Linked DNA regions of Mus musculus: region 1 is linked to region 2. The links are chromatin contacts, called in public promoter capture Hi-C maps. All regions are on one chromosome and are shown on one strand. The core of a region is the stretch at or near the end of the contact, and the rest is flanking DNA. Distances in the headings are between cores, read along the strand shown. Region 1 holds the start of Mm2pr (macrophage M2 polarization regulator). Region 2 holds the start of Pan3 (PAN3 poly(A) specific ribonuclease subunit).

Evidence for each region. Promoter capture Hi-C pulls out the DNA fragments that hold promoters and counts their contacts.
Region 1: a contact with region 2 is called in a promoter capture Hi-C map of pre-B cells, with 3 times the contacts expected there. The contact joins the promoter of Mm2pr here to the promoter of Pan3 in region 2.

The regions. Positions count from the first base shown.
Region 1 is chr5:149,178,184-149,185,367 of GRCm38.p6, reverse strand. It overlaps Mm2pr (macrophage M2 polarization regulator), which reads left to right and starts at 3,332. Exons shown (of 3, transcript NR_015478.2): 1 at 3,332-3,373. Uspl1 (ubiquitin specific peptidase like 1) reads right to left here and starts at 808. Exons shown (of 9, transcript NM_001115149.1): 1 at 562-808.
Region 2 is chr5:147,426,258-147,432,950 of GRCm38.p6, reverse strand. Pan3 (PAN3 poly(A) specific ribonuclease subunit) reads right to left here and starts at 2,795. Exons shown (of 19, transcript NM_028291.5): 1 at 1,942-2,795. The coding sequence starts at 2,371.

The DNA.
Region 1 (7,184 bases), core at 2,083-4,582, 1.8 Mb before region 2:
AAGTCGCATTCCGGAGACCTTAATGGGAGATATCAGCCCAGAATAGATCCATTTAGCAGCCAATCACGAGAGGGATTTAAATTTAATTCACTGCATGTGTAGAAACTATTACAGGTATTCAAAGGGCCTGGAACCCTTCGGAGCTTTATCTCTCGGCTCTGCATATGAATTTTCAAGGCCAGCAGACTTAAGCCCCAGCGAAGGGATAGGCTTTACAGAGCCCAATACTGCTTGGTACCCAGTCCAGCTTCCCGAATTTGAGACGGATGGGTCCACGCGAACTGAGCTTCAAAAGCCTACCAAGGAAGTCCAAGAGGCGCGGCGTTCCGTTACCCAGCCCATCTCCACGCTCTTCGTGGGGCGGGCACAAACTCTGGTTTCTCTTCAGCGTTTACCTCTTTGAGCCTAACCGGAACCTGAAGACCCAGCCTGCACCTCCATCCTCCACCTTGCCCACCACAACCTCGTTCCTACCCCATCTTTTCAGCGCGCCAACGACCCACCCCGGGCACTCCAGCCGTCCCAATTTCTACTTCCCGAGGGAACTACTGTCTTCCTTACCCTCCCGAAGTACGCTCCTTCTTCGCATACAGTGGACCCGAACTCCTCTTCCAGCTTGAGGTCCCCACCATCTAACCGTAACGTTCAACCCACGTTCCCTCGGACGGCTCCTCCCCCACAGCCCTCTCCGCCAGGAAAGCAACTTCCGCCTGCGAGTCCGCCGCCCAAGAGCTACCCCACAAACACTTTCCTGCGGCAGGCAGCCCTGCTTGAGAGCACGCGGGCAGGGCCGGGGAAGGGGAAGACCAGAGCACTTCCGGCAGGGCTCCGCAGAGGCGTGGCTTGCCCGCCCAGCAGGCGCAGGCGCAGTGGGAACTGCGGCGACAGGGCGGGGCCCCTCGCTACAGAGCCTGCAAAGTGTGAGTCGGGAGGACGGGGGAGGGGGAGGGGGAGGGAGCTGGAGGGGGTGGGGCAGGCTTGGTTCTGGAAGCTGCTGGAAAGCGCTGGAGTGGCGGAGGTGACGCCAGAGGCTAGGGGGCGGGGCGTGATTAAAATTAGTGCGCGGCCTTCAGCGGAGGGATTACGCGGCAGAGGAAGGAGAGGTCGCTGGGCGGCTGCCTGCCTGGCGCGCAGGCGCAGTGATGGGCCTCCCTGGCGGGCCGTCATGGCGGACGCCACGACGGGCTCCCATAGTTGGTTCTTTTCGGCCCGCGCGCCACCACCCTACGTGTTCACAAACGGTTACCACACACGGAGCTGCCCCTCCCTTCTTCCCCAAACCCATCCTTGGAGGCCACTTTTTCTTTCTTCCCTCTCTGATCTGCTCACGGTAAGGGGGGTAGCGAAAGACGAGCACTTGACCCGGGGTGGCACTGAGCAGCCGACCCGCGCATCTCAGCAGCCGCCCTGCCTCCTTGAACTTCAGAGAGGGGAGAGCTCAGTTGCTAAGTTTTAAGAACTGCCTTCGTAGAAAGGTCATGTGGTGTCAGGGAGGTCATGACTGATCGCGTCCATGAGGACATCCTATTCTTGGAGTCCTTTGCATAGACTGTTTCCGTGGCCTGGGACTACAATTTGGGATTTTTTCTGGACCTTACAGGAATCATGACTGGCATTTTGGATTGCGGTCCTGTAGGGTTTCATTAGTGGTCTTAAACGACCATGTTCTGGCAGAATACTGATAATTTTGGTAGCGTGCAATGGGGGAAACAAGTCCGCTGTAGGAAGAAATTATTCAATAAAAGAATTTCAGTTTGTGGTACTTAGGAATGGAAATCGCTGAGCGTTCCAACAGAGACTTTGTTAGGGTTTTTTTTCTCCTCTCTCATGACGAAAATAGACTGGTTAGGTTTTGCTTTTTTTTAATTTTATTTATCTTTGCATTTACACTACATACTGTACTGGTATATTTGTTGTAAGATCAAACAAGTAAGATTTCTTTTTGTATGGATTATGAGGTTTTTGAGAAAGTATTTCTTCCTGAGAGAGTAGCCAAGATTAATAGGATTGTTTTCTTATTCAACATGCTATTTCCATTTTTAGAGTGGAGTACACTTCCCCTCCCAATAAACACTTGCTGAATGTCAGCTCATAAATTGAATGATCTAGTTGGTTCAGTTAAAATGTAACCCGACTTTTGAGGTGTAAAGCAACATCCACAAACAACTAGAATAAAAATAAAAATGGATTATTGCTGTCTTTAATGAAAAATTTATTAAAACAAAATTTTTGGCCAGAAAAACTTAATAGTGACAAACAAAATGAAGATGGAATATGGCGGGTCGGGGAGGGGGGGGGAGAAAATTCCCAATTTACTTCAGGTTAATAATAGTCCCCAGCTGAGAAGATACCATGTACTTCTGTGTATTCTTTCCACAGTATGCAGAGTGCCTGTTTTTATATACATTGGTCCCATAGAGAGTATAGTTAACCTCAGTAAACTAAAGTAGGTTTATCTATTTCCACTTAGAAATTCATATTCAATAAATGGAAGCTTTTATTTAACTAATAATTAATTAAGCTGCAATAGGAATACAGTGCTCTGCAGATCATTTTGTGAGCTCTTGTTCTTTTTTTCTGTTGTATTCCTTAACTGAAAACAAACCTTTAGCACCAACCTGGGATATAAATGCTACCTCTAAGCCAGGTATGGTGGACACCTCTGTAAGCCCAGCACTCAGGAGGACCTTGGGTGGAAGCCAGCTTGGGCTATATAACAAATGAGTGCTTAGAGTTGAGACTTGTCCTAAAATCAAACCCTGCGGTGGTTGTGTATTCTGGTCTCATTGACAATTTACTGGACTGCAGAAACGACTTCCATCAGTAAGTTATTCTCCCTGCAGTAATGAGGGCCTGAACTGGAAGCCCCAGCACTTTGATAAAGCTTGGCCCAACTGTATGCATCTGTTATCCCAGGCTGGGGGAGGTGCAGATCTGTGGATCCCAGGGGCTCACTAGCCACTCAGCCTGGCTGAATCTGTGAGCCCCAGATTCAGTTAGAGACCCTGTCTCAAAAAGTAAGCCGAGAGAAAGGAAGACCGTTAGCATCCACCTCTGTCCTTCACCTGTGCACCATGTACCCGGGCAGCCTGACTTTCCAGAGTACAGTCTATAATCCCTTTACTAAATCTTATCTTCAGAAAGCTGGAAAAACCAAAAGCTCTTTGGTAGTAAAAACTGGTGCAAACCAATGAGATACGTGAGCTTTCTCCTGTGTATTTCATTGAAACAACATTAATAGGTTTGATTGCTGTGTGCTGCTGTTGGCCGCTGGCATAAGGGGTTTTCTATAATGGTTGAGTTTATAACTTCCCTCCTCTTTGTTTTGCCAGTACTGGGAAATGAATCCGGACATCACACCCGTGCTGGGCAAGTACTGTACCATTTCCCCAGATCTTTTTTTTTTTTTTTTTTTTTTTTTTTAATTTGAGAAACTGTTTTACAAAGTTTCCTTGGCTGGCCTTGAACTCACTGTGTAGGCCAAGTCAACCTAGAATTGGTGTATTCATGCCTCAGTCTCTCGAGTGAGATTTTAGTTACTGTTCTACCAGGCCCCACTATAATAACCTTTTAAGTCTCCAACTCTTAGGTGTTAGTAAAAGAATTATCGGCCTATATTTATATTTGGCAAGTTCTCTCGTACAAGGCATTTGTTTAAAAAAATTAATTCGAGGCATTATTTGTTGTCAATGAGTTCAAGTGAGTTAACTATGGGGAACATTCTACTCGTGTACAATTATTGGGATGTGCAGAGCTTATCCATTAGGCCAAAGGTTGTAGTCGTTGTCCCAAGGTATTGTTTTGTTCTCTTAGAACTTTTAAGTAAACTTACATGATATCTCATAATGCATCCACACTTACCTGGTTCTTTTCCCCAAACGAGCAGATAAAATATGAGTCACAGAGTAGATACTGGAGTATCTGGTATCTAATTCTGTCTCTGGCTGTGTACTTTATACAGGTTGTTTAAATTTGGTGCCCTGAGAACATCTATACAGTGACAAGTTTGGAGCAGATAAATAGCTCGAGGAAAGTCCCTTATAGTTGTGATGTCACCTGCAGATACTTTCTTGAGACTACCACTAAGGACATTGTCCATCTCAACCTACACTGCCTTCTTGCTGGTCAAAAGTCACTGCTTAAATTGAGTAGTACATAGCTCAGACTTGGCACAATGAGTCTTCATGCTATACCTGTCTCTCAGTCACCCTGCCTAGGATCAATAGAAGCTGAGGGGGCGGTGCATGCATATAGAGGCAAGTAAAGTGCTATTAGGATGTGGCTTGTGTCCTGCCTTTTAATGAGAGTGTTGCATAGTATGCCCCTGTTTGCCTTACATGTTCACTTGTCTCAGAGGTGGCTTTCTGTCACGGTGTCAGTCCGCTTCGGATTTATTTGGGTTGCTTAGGTTTCTTTCAGAATCTGTCTTGGTTACTTGTCTTGTTGCTGTAACAAAAATGCCCTGATAATGGCAATGCAGGGAAGAATGGGTTTATTGTGACTCACAGTTTAAGGTTAGTACATCTCCTGGGGACGTCACTGCAGCAGGGGCTTGAAGTCGCTGGTCACAGTCCTGCACCGTCAAGAAGCAAAGAGCTAAGTAGATAGATTAAAGTGGAATAAAAATGTAAAGCATTGTACAATAAATGATATACTCATCATTTCTCACACATGTGAATCTCTGTGTGTCCTAAACAGTAGCATAGCTACTTCTGTCTGCCATGGCTCATACATGCCCTGTGCCTGCGTCATGAGAGTGGGAGAGTGGTGTTAATATCATACCTGACTCTAAACAAAATTGATTAATCACATCACCTGAGTGGCATCATCATTTGAAACCAGAGGAACAAAGAGCTGTGTTGAGGGACCTCTACCCAGACAACTTACATATCTTTGAACATCGCAGTCGTGCAGCACAGCAAGAGTGGCGGTGAGCGTGTGACGGTGAGCGTGTGGCGGTGAGCGTGTGGCGGTGAGCGTGTGGCGGTGAGCGTGTGACGGTGAGCGTGCAGGGTGGAGATGAGTTAGCAGCAGACCGTGGCTTTCGAGAGCATGCTCAGCAAATGCTATTTAAACTGAATTTTTCTTTTAATGGTCTTGCTCTACATGTGTAGTTGGATTTAGAAGGCAACTTCTTCGTGCTGCTACTTTATTAAAGATTTATTTTTTATTTTAATTATGTGTGTGTTGGTGCAGATGCCTGAGGACTGGAGAGGTTTTGGATTCCCTGGGGCTGGAATACCAGGGAGTTACCGGAAGTTGTAAAGCAGCTCATGTGGGTGTTAGGAACTGACCTGTTATCCTCTGCCAAAGCCACCTCTCCTGAGCATTCCCGCTCTGAGACAGAAAACTAAGCCAGAAGGAAACAGTGTATCTAAGTTTGTACATTAAACTGTCAGACCTGAGGCTGAAGGCTGCATCCTCTAACTTCCAATCCGGAGCTTTTTATTTTTTTTCAGCCTACTACCCACCCCCAAAGCTGAGCTGAGTGTGTAGCTCCCTCCCATTGTCAGAGTGCTAAGAGCTTAGACTGAACCAGCCTGGCCTTCAGAAATGAGCCCTGCATACTTCAGTGAGAAAACAGCATACTATAGGACTTTGAGTAAGGCCTGAACGTAATCATGCAGCATGCTGATTAGCAATCAGGAGTTCTCTACATTAAAAAAAAAAAAAATTAAACTCATATAGAGAAACACTTTCTTAATTGGGACATAGTTGTCACTTCAAGATGAATTTATCAGTCAGAAATACTGGACTGAATTTAGGGCTTTTTAGAAATAGATTGTCTTACTCTCCAAGAGTTCATGCCATCATTTGGTTTAGCCAGGAAATTTAAATCAGGAAATTGCCAAGAAAAAATATGAAAAAAAAAATAAACAAAGTAAAATTGAAACTTACCATAAAATCAATTTGACTATTTTAGCTAGGTTGGTAATAAACAAATAGCAAGATCATAGTTTAGTCTTATGACTAGACTCTAACTTCCTATAATCTGGGCGCTAGTAATTGTTTAATGAATGATTTAAAACAAAACTAGAATGGGAAGAAATTGTCTTTTATATATATAAAGTAATTTTAAATTATTGACTTTAAGTTATTAGCATCTTTACTGTGTGATTCCCAGAACTGTTTCACGAGTCAGCATTGGACTGTGGAGCTGGAAAGATGGCTTTAAAAACCCTTAGGTTTTAAATCTGGCCTGCTTTTCAGTGGCGTACTCCAGCTTCTTTACTCGTGCTGTGCCACCGCGTGCTCTAAGTAGTGCAGACTCCTCTCTTAGACTACGAGAGAGGCGGGGATGCATCGGCTGGGAGACACAGCCTGCCTTCACCTGGCACTTACTCCAGACCAAGTACTAAACTTCTCCAAGGCTCAATTTCATCTAGAAAATGAAGATATCTACCAGTCCCACTTCTGTCATCTAGCTAGTATTGTAATCTCAGGAAAATTATTTCACACCTCTGAGCCCAGGTTTCCCATATAAAAAATAAACTTATCTTAAATAAGATAACACGTAAAGAAGCAGATGGCAGTTAGGAAGCTCTCAGGATACATGGCAGTCTTTCCTCATCCTCCACACTCTACAGGTCCTTTAAGGGTTGTTAGTTCTATCATTGAACTTTCCTCGGCTAGGTCTGCAGTCTCTCGGCCACGGTTCACTTGCCCATGTATGACAAATGGGTCCTCAAATTATTGTGGGTCAGCTTTATATTTGGGGACTTGTTAAAGCCATAACTGTGTCCTCTCCTGACCCCAGGGTTTGGATGAGTTCTGAGCATCTGTAATTTTTTTCTCTTCGAGTTTCCTAATGCTTGCCAAAGGTCCTGGTTTTCCACCTATCCATTAATAAACGTGTTCTTACTGTTTGCTGTGTGAGTCTCATTGTATAGCCCTTCAGAGATGCTATAAATTCCATGGGCCAAGAACATGGCTATCCCCTACAGGTGCAGGAGGCCAGAGAGCAGTCCTCAACAAATACTTGTTTAGAAGCCGCTTAAGACTACTTCTCTTTTTCTTCCTCTGCATACATTTGGATCCAATTACATTAGTTAAGATAAATGTAAGTTGACACACACACCCTCCCGAAAAAGTTTTTTTTAGAAAATGTGGCTGAGGTTGGCAACAGCAATGAGTTGATTGACACCACACTTCAGAAACAGGCCGATTTCAGTCATTCTCAAGAG
Region 2 (6,693 bases), core at 1,546-4,045:
AGGACCAGCACTTTTAGGTGTCCTAGTTTGGAAGGCAGTCACTATGCTGGTTAATTTTTGTCAACTTGACACAAACCACTCACCTAGGCAAGGAAGACTTCCCTCTAATAAACTGGTCTGTGGACATTTCTGTAAGGCATTTTCTTGACTGTCTACTGATGGAGGAGGACCCAGTCCATTAACAGCAGTGGGCCTAGGCTTAAGAAATGTAGCTGAGCAAGCCAGAGTGACAGTATGCAGCCTCCTTCCTTGGTCTCTGCTTCAGTTGCTGCCTCCAGGTTCATACCTTGAGCTTGTGTGTGGCTCCCTCAATAACTGACTCTAATGCATAATAAACCTTCCCTCCTCCCCAAGCTGCTTTTGGTTATGGTGTTTTAAAGCAGCAACAAAAAGCCAACTTAGGACAGATACTGTTTTTTTCATTCCTTACCAATCAAACATTATCCTTAAATGAACCAGAGGCACAACTTCATTTCATACAATTTACCTTAAACAAAAGCTCCACTGGGCATGATGGCAAACCTATACTCCCAGCTCATGAGGCTGAGGCAGGGGGATCAGACAAGTGTGGGCCACAGAGAGAAACCCTGTCTGAAAAAAGAAACAGAAGAGGAGGAAGGGGGCAAAGACAACGCTTGCTTGTTAAGCCTTAGTAGTTAAAGTGCCTACTGCCAAGGCTGACCACCTGAGTTCCAGCTTTAGGACCCATGCTGTAGGAGGGCAATGACTCCCCTAAACTGTCTGTCCTCTTACCTTTCTACATTCATGCTATGTGAGAGCACACTGACAATGACACACACACACACATACATACATACATACACACACACACACACGTAATTTTTAAAAAATTAACGGCTACATCCCACCAGGAAATTAACTTCTTTACAAAGCATCTAAATTTATTACCATTTAAGCTTCGGTAAACAAGAGACCAAAAAAAAAAAAAAAAAAAAAAAAAAAAGAAAAAAAAGAAAGGGGGGGGGCTGTTAAAAATAAATTATCCCAGTAAGTAGTAAACCACTTTATCAGGTTGTTTGTGTTAAAGACAGATTGTTCTGAAGTTCAAGTTAACTTGACTATCAAGTTATCACAAGATCTAAAACTAGAGGAAATCAAGCATCTAATTCTAATGTTCAAAGCATTTACAGTAACAGCAAACTCCACTTAACTTAACAGCTATAACGTACACAGCCCTAAATTCTTCTCACGAAAGCCTTCGGGGTGCGAGACGCTCTTGAGGCCCAGTGCTGAGCAAGTTCACTCGGTATAACGCCATGGGAAAGACAAGATCCCTGCAGACGCCCAGTTCACTTACTCTGGCTTTCCAGAAACCTGCCTGAGCGCAAGTCTTGGGAAATTCCTAACCTAAGCTCTCTATTAAACCTGTGCTTACTTAAAAATAAATAAATGAATAAAGCTGATCTTCATACACCTCTCCTCCCCGCACCCCCACCCCTGGCCCCGGACATCCTTTAGAAGGAGTTCCCAGCCGGCAACTTTCGGCAGCCCGCGCTCCACGCGAGCACGCACCGACACATGTGCTCGCAGACCCAGCCCCTTTCCACGCACACGCGCGCGCGCGCGCACACACACACACACACACACACACACAAACCCGGAAGCGACACCCCCTTGCTTCCACTCCGCAGCCCATCCCCCCTGCTCCCCGCACCCCACTCCCAGCGCCCCCCACCCCACCCCAATTACACCACGACCGTCCGTCCACCCACGCTCCCGGGAACCCGCCTCCCCTAGCTCCGGGGTTTGCCCCGAGCGGCGGAGCCCAGAGAGGAAACAGGAAGAAGGAAGGAGGGCTGCGCAGGGCCTAGGCCTCTCCTGCGGCCCGGAGGTGAGGGGAAGCGGGCAGGCTCAGGCCTCCTCCCCGCGCCCGGACCGCACCAACCCCGCACCGCACCACCCCGCCCGGGCCTCACTTACTCGCCACCCGCGGGCCATCGAGTCCGCCGCCCGCGGTCGCCGCCCCCGGGACGCCCAGCTCCGGCTTCTTGGGCCCCGCGGGCGGCCCCGCTCCCCCGCCCGGGAGCGCTCCCGGAGGAAAGGCGGCCCCGGCCGCGGCCGCTAGCGCCAGCGGGACGCTGTTGCTATGGAGGCCAAGCCCCGGGGCCGCGCCGGCGGCTGGGTCCTCGTGCAGGAACTGACACTCCTCGCCGTAGAAGCACGTCTTGTCCTTGGCGTAGTAGCGGCAGTACTTGAGCTTCACGCCCGCCGCCGCCGCCGGCCCGCCGGGGACGCCCCCGACGCCCGACGAGGCCGCCACCGCCACCGCCACGGCCGCCGCCAGCGAGGACGACGACGGCGAGGCAGCGGCCGAGGGCGGCGGGAGGCCACCGCCGCCGCCACTGTTCATGGCCACGCCGCAGCCGCGTCCCCCGCCGCCACCATAGACGAGGGCGGGAAGGAGCCGCCGCCGGAGCCGGATGGAAGCCGGGCGGGCGGGTTGGGCCCCGCTGAGGGAGCCGGAGCCGCCCGGGGAGGGGGAAGGGCGGGCGGGCGGCGAGCAGGGATTCTCCCTCTCCCTCTCCGCTGTCCTTAAAGGGGCCGCGCGGGACGCCGCGGTGGGCGCGCGGCCGGGGCTGCGGGGAGAAACGACCCTGAGGCGGCGGCGACCGGAAGCTGTGGGGCAAAGGCACGGCGGGAGGGAGCCGCCGGTTTGTTTTTAAACTCTTGCCCTCCGCTCGCTCGTCGGCTCGCGCTCCGGGTCCTCCCGACTTGTTTATGCCATTTTCCTCTTCCTGAGACGCTCGCCGCCTCTGCGCCTGCGCGAGTGGCGCGGGGCCTTGTGGGTAGGAGGCCTGGCCCGGGGGTGGGGGACCGCAGGCGTGGCCCCCACGGGGCGTCCGCGAGCTGACCGGAGGCGGTTGCTTCAGCCCGAGCCCTCGGAGGGAGGCCTTCCCCACGGCGGCGGCGCCGAGGCTCTCACGAGACCCGGTGGTAGTCCGCTTGGAGGGGAAAACACAAAATGACAGTCCGTCTCAGGTCCTTGGAAGGGGACGCAGCCCAACCTCGCTCCCCGGAGAGGAGAGTTTGCTTCCGTTTGTCACGTTTCCTCTCCCTTTCCCTGTGCTCCGCCACCCCTCTAGCCTTTGTTTTTTTTTTTTTGTTTTTTTTTTTTAAATCCTCCCCCTCGAAGGTGATGGACTACTGGCCAGATAGCCTTAGCTTCTGGGCTCTTTGTCAAAAGATGGAGCCAGAACCCTGGATGCCACCAAACCCCTGCTTAGAGCAGCACCTGTTTCCTCCGCTTTGATGGCCCTCGGGATTTTTTTCTCTCAAAGGTGCCACCTGGGACAGTGCTACCTTGGCAGCACGGGAAGACCCAATTCCAAATGTGCTGGAATGTTTTCCTACTCTGCATTCGAAATTCACTTTTTAAAAAAAAGTTTTCCCCTCATTGATTTCCAATTTGCTCCCCCCACCACCACCTTTTTTTAAAGGGGAGAGGCGTGAAGACAATTGAACCGCAGTGAAGTGAAAAATTGATATTAGGGTTTTAGAAATCTTCTCTAAAAGATTTTCTCAAAAGACAAATCCCTGTTATGAAAAGGACGGGTGTGGGCAGCATTTAAGGAATCGTGGCAGCCTGACGAAGTCACAAAAGAATATATAAAGTTTCACACTGCCAAAAGGGTGAGGTTGAGATGCATGCTATATAGATCCCAATCTGGTAAGCCTAGTGATGCTGCCCAGGGAAATTCTAAGCTGCTATCTCTGCGTGGACGCAGTGTTCACTCATTTAAATATCCAACAGGTATTTGTTAATGTTAATTACATGTTCCCAAGGAGCTGGGGATGCAAAAGTTAACCAGATGCAGTCGGACCTGAATTCAGAGGGCTTATTTATCCTCCGGCTAATGAGGCATAAGATGTGAATTAGTGTCTAGTGTTAACATCAGCTGTTAGAGGGGATTTAAAGAGTTGAACTCCTACTGAGAACTGTTGGGGAGTGGGGAGAGTGTTTACAGCATCCTTGAATTCAGACCTGCCTTTGGAACCTGCTTGCTTCTCTGTGTCTCCTTTGTACATTTGAGATTAAGTAAGTATCCACTTCATAATGAGCGAAGTGGTTCATAAAAATGTCCCGTGTTTGGGAAGAATTCAATCTAGCACTTGCTTTTTATTGCTGCTAGGTGTGTAGAGAAAGAGCATTCTAGCCGAAGCTAACAGCTTGTGAAGGAGGTCTCCAGGTGAATGGGGGTAGGGTTTTAGTAGTGTAATGATATCACACAGCTGAGCAGAGTTCGCAGAAGTGCTTTTCAGGCAGTATTAAGGGATTGGACTTTTTCTTGAAGGCAATTAGAAACTATCACAAGGTTCCAAAATGCTAAGTAGCAACATTCACATTTCCTTTAAGAAGAAAAGGGATCCCCGGGCTGGTGAGATGGCTCAGTGGGTAAGAGCACCCGACTGCTCTTCCGAAGGTCCAGAGTTCAAATCCCAGCAACCACATGGTGGCTCACAACCATCTGTAACAAGATCTGACGCCCTCTTCTGGAGTGTCTGAAGACAGCTATAGTGTACTTACATATAATAAATAAAAATAAATCTTTAAAAAAAAAAAAAAAGAAAAGAAAAGGGATCCCCATAAGAACGCCGAGAAGCAATAAAAGAAAGGCAAATTGTCCCTGAGCAGGGGAAGGCCTGAAATTGCCCAAAGTTTATTCATTCCAATCCAGGGCGTACCTAGTGAGTCGTGTGTGCTGTTTGTATTGGATGCTTCATTGGTGTTAAATAAACGTGCATGTCTTAAAGACTTGCCATGGAAGGTGGTGTTTCAGGGCTTGATAAATTTAAGCTACATTCAACATATTGTTCAAACTAACCTTAAATGAGAATCAATGATGATTACATACCAAGCAAGAGCTATGCTAGGCTCTGACATAACAAGACCTGGCCTGAGGATGGTTCAGTCAGGAAAACACTTGCCTTGCGATTGGAAGAACTGAGTTCCAGTCCCCAGAATCCAAGTAAAAATTGCTAGGCATAGTGGTGTGCATATAACACCAACGCTGAGAAAGCAGAGACAGAAGAGCCCGCTGTGCTAGCTGGCCAGCCGATCTAGCCTAATTGGTAGTAGCTGGAGGCCAGGGAGAGACCTCATCTCAGAAAAAGTGGACAGCCTTTCCAAGGATGACACTTGAATTTGTCCTCAGACTTTCAGGTGTACCCTGTACACACATGCACATACATTCATAAAAAAAAAGTATATAGATATAAAATTAAGATGTGTAAGACTGAGCCTCAGAAGTTCACAGGTAGTCATTAGAAGAAGCAGTATTAAAGTTTGTCATCAGTACTACATTTAACAAAATTATATTAAACTATCCTGAACAAATTAGAGAAAAGTAGACTGAGATACTTGGGCAGCTTTGGTAGTGTCAGATTAATCACAATCAAATGTTACACAGTTACCCCTGGGGGTCCTTAAGTATGCAAAGGGTGTCGAGAATGATACATATCCAAATACTCTCTCCTTCACTCATGAATCAGAATTCAGTTGGAGGAACGGGAGTACTTTAACATCACCGATGGCATACTCCCCCCACCCACAAACACATACACCCTGAAAGTAAATTGGCTATAATTTCCTTATCTTGGAAAATTAACAGCTTAAAATACCACTGTTGTCCTTAAACAGATACACACTAAGAAGGTAGCTCTCCTAAGTTGTATATTATAGTGTGGTCATTGCAGTATTACTCAAGAAAGCCAACAAAGAAAGTTGCAAGTAACCCAGACTATAAATGCAAAGAATAATGAAATCAGTAGTGGAGTGTCAACTTGGAATATTATGCAGCTAAAAAAATAGCCATGAAAACTTGCATTTATGATGCTCTGTTAATATTACATGATACAACATTATATTTGCTTTATATGTAATGTTTTGAAAAAATAGAATAAGGATCAGAGTAATTGCTTCCAAACATTAGCCATAGTTTTATTAAGGTGATAAAAGTACATAGATATAGATTAAAAGTATATACCACCACTCCCTACCATGACTTTATACTTTAGTCTCTCAATTCTGAGAAGTAGGTATGTTGTATTCATTAAATTATCCTCTATTTTAGGTTCAAATAAATTAAAAACAATTGAATACTCGTTGGTCATTTCTTTCTACATTTTCATTATATTTTGTCAAAGACTGGTTCAAATTATTAATTTGTACCGAAAAACTTTTTGCTAACATTGGGGAGGTTTAAGAAATAGTCTTTTTCAGAACCTTGACTGTGTTGACGTTAACACTGAAGTAGGACATACCACCGCATGTGCCAGTTTCCCAACTGACACTTCCTGCCAGCTTGTGTGAGGTTAGTGCTGCCAGACTGTGCTTCCCACCAAAAGCACTGTTGGCAGAGTCATGGACTTGAAAGCACATTCACCTTCTGCAGTGCACCTTCTGCAGTGCACCAGCTTCTGCTTTGCCTTCTACCAAAGCTTTCACAGAGCAAAACCTAAAGCTTCCCCCTGACAATTCCTCAGGACCTGGTTACTCCCTCTAAGCATCTTCTTTCTTCTTGTTTTTGTCTTAAGTGTATAAGTCATTTTTAAGACATCACTCCCTTCCTATGAACTTTTTGTAATTGGGTTGCTTTGGAAGACAGCTTGACACAGTACACAAGTGTAATCTATAGAATACCTGTACCCTATATCATTTGTGCTATCTACAAA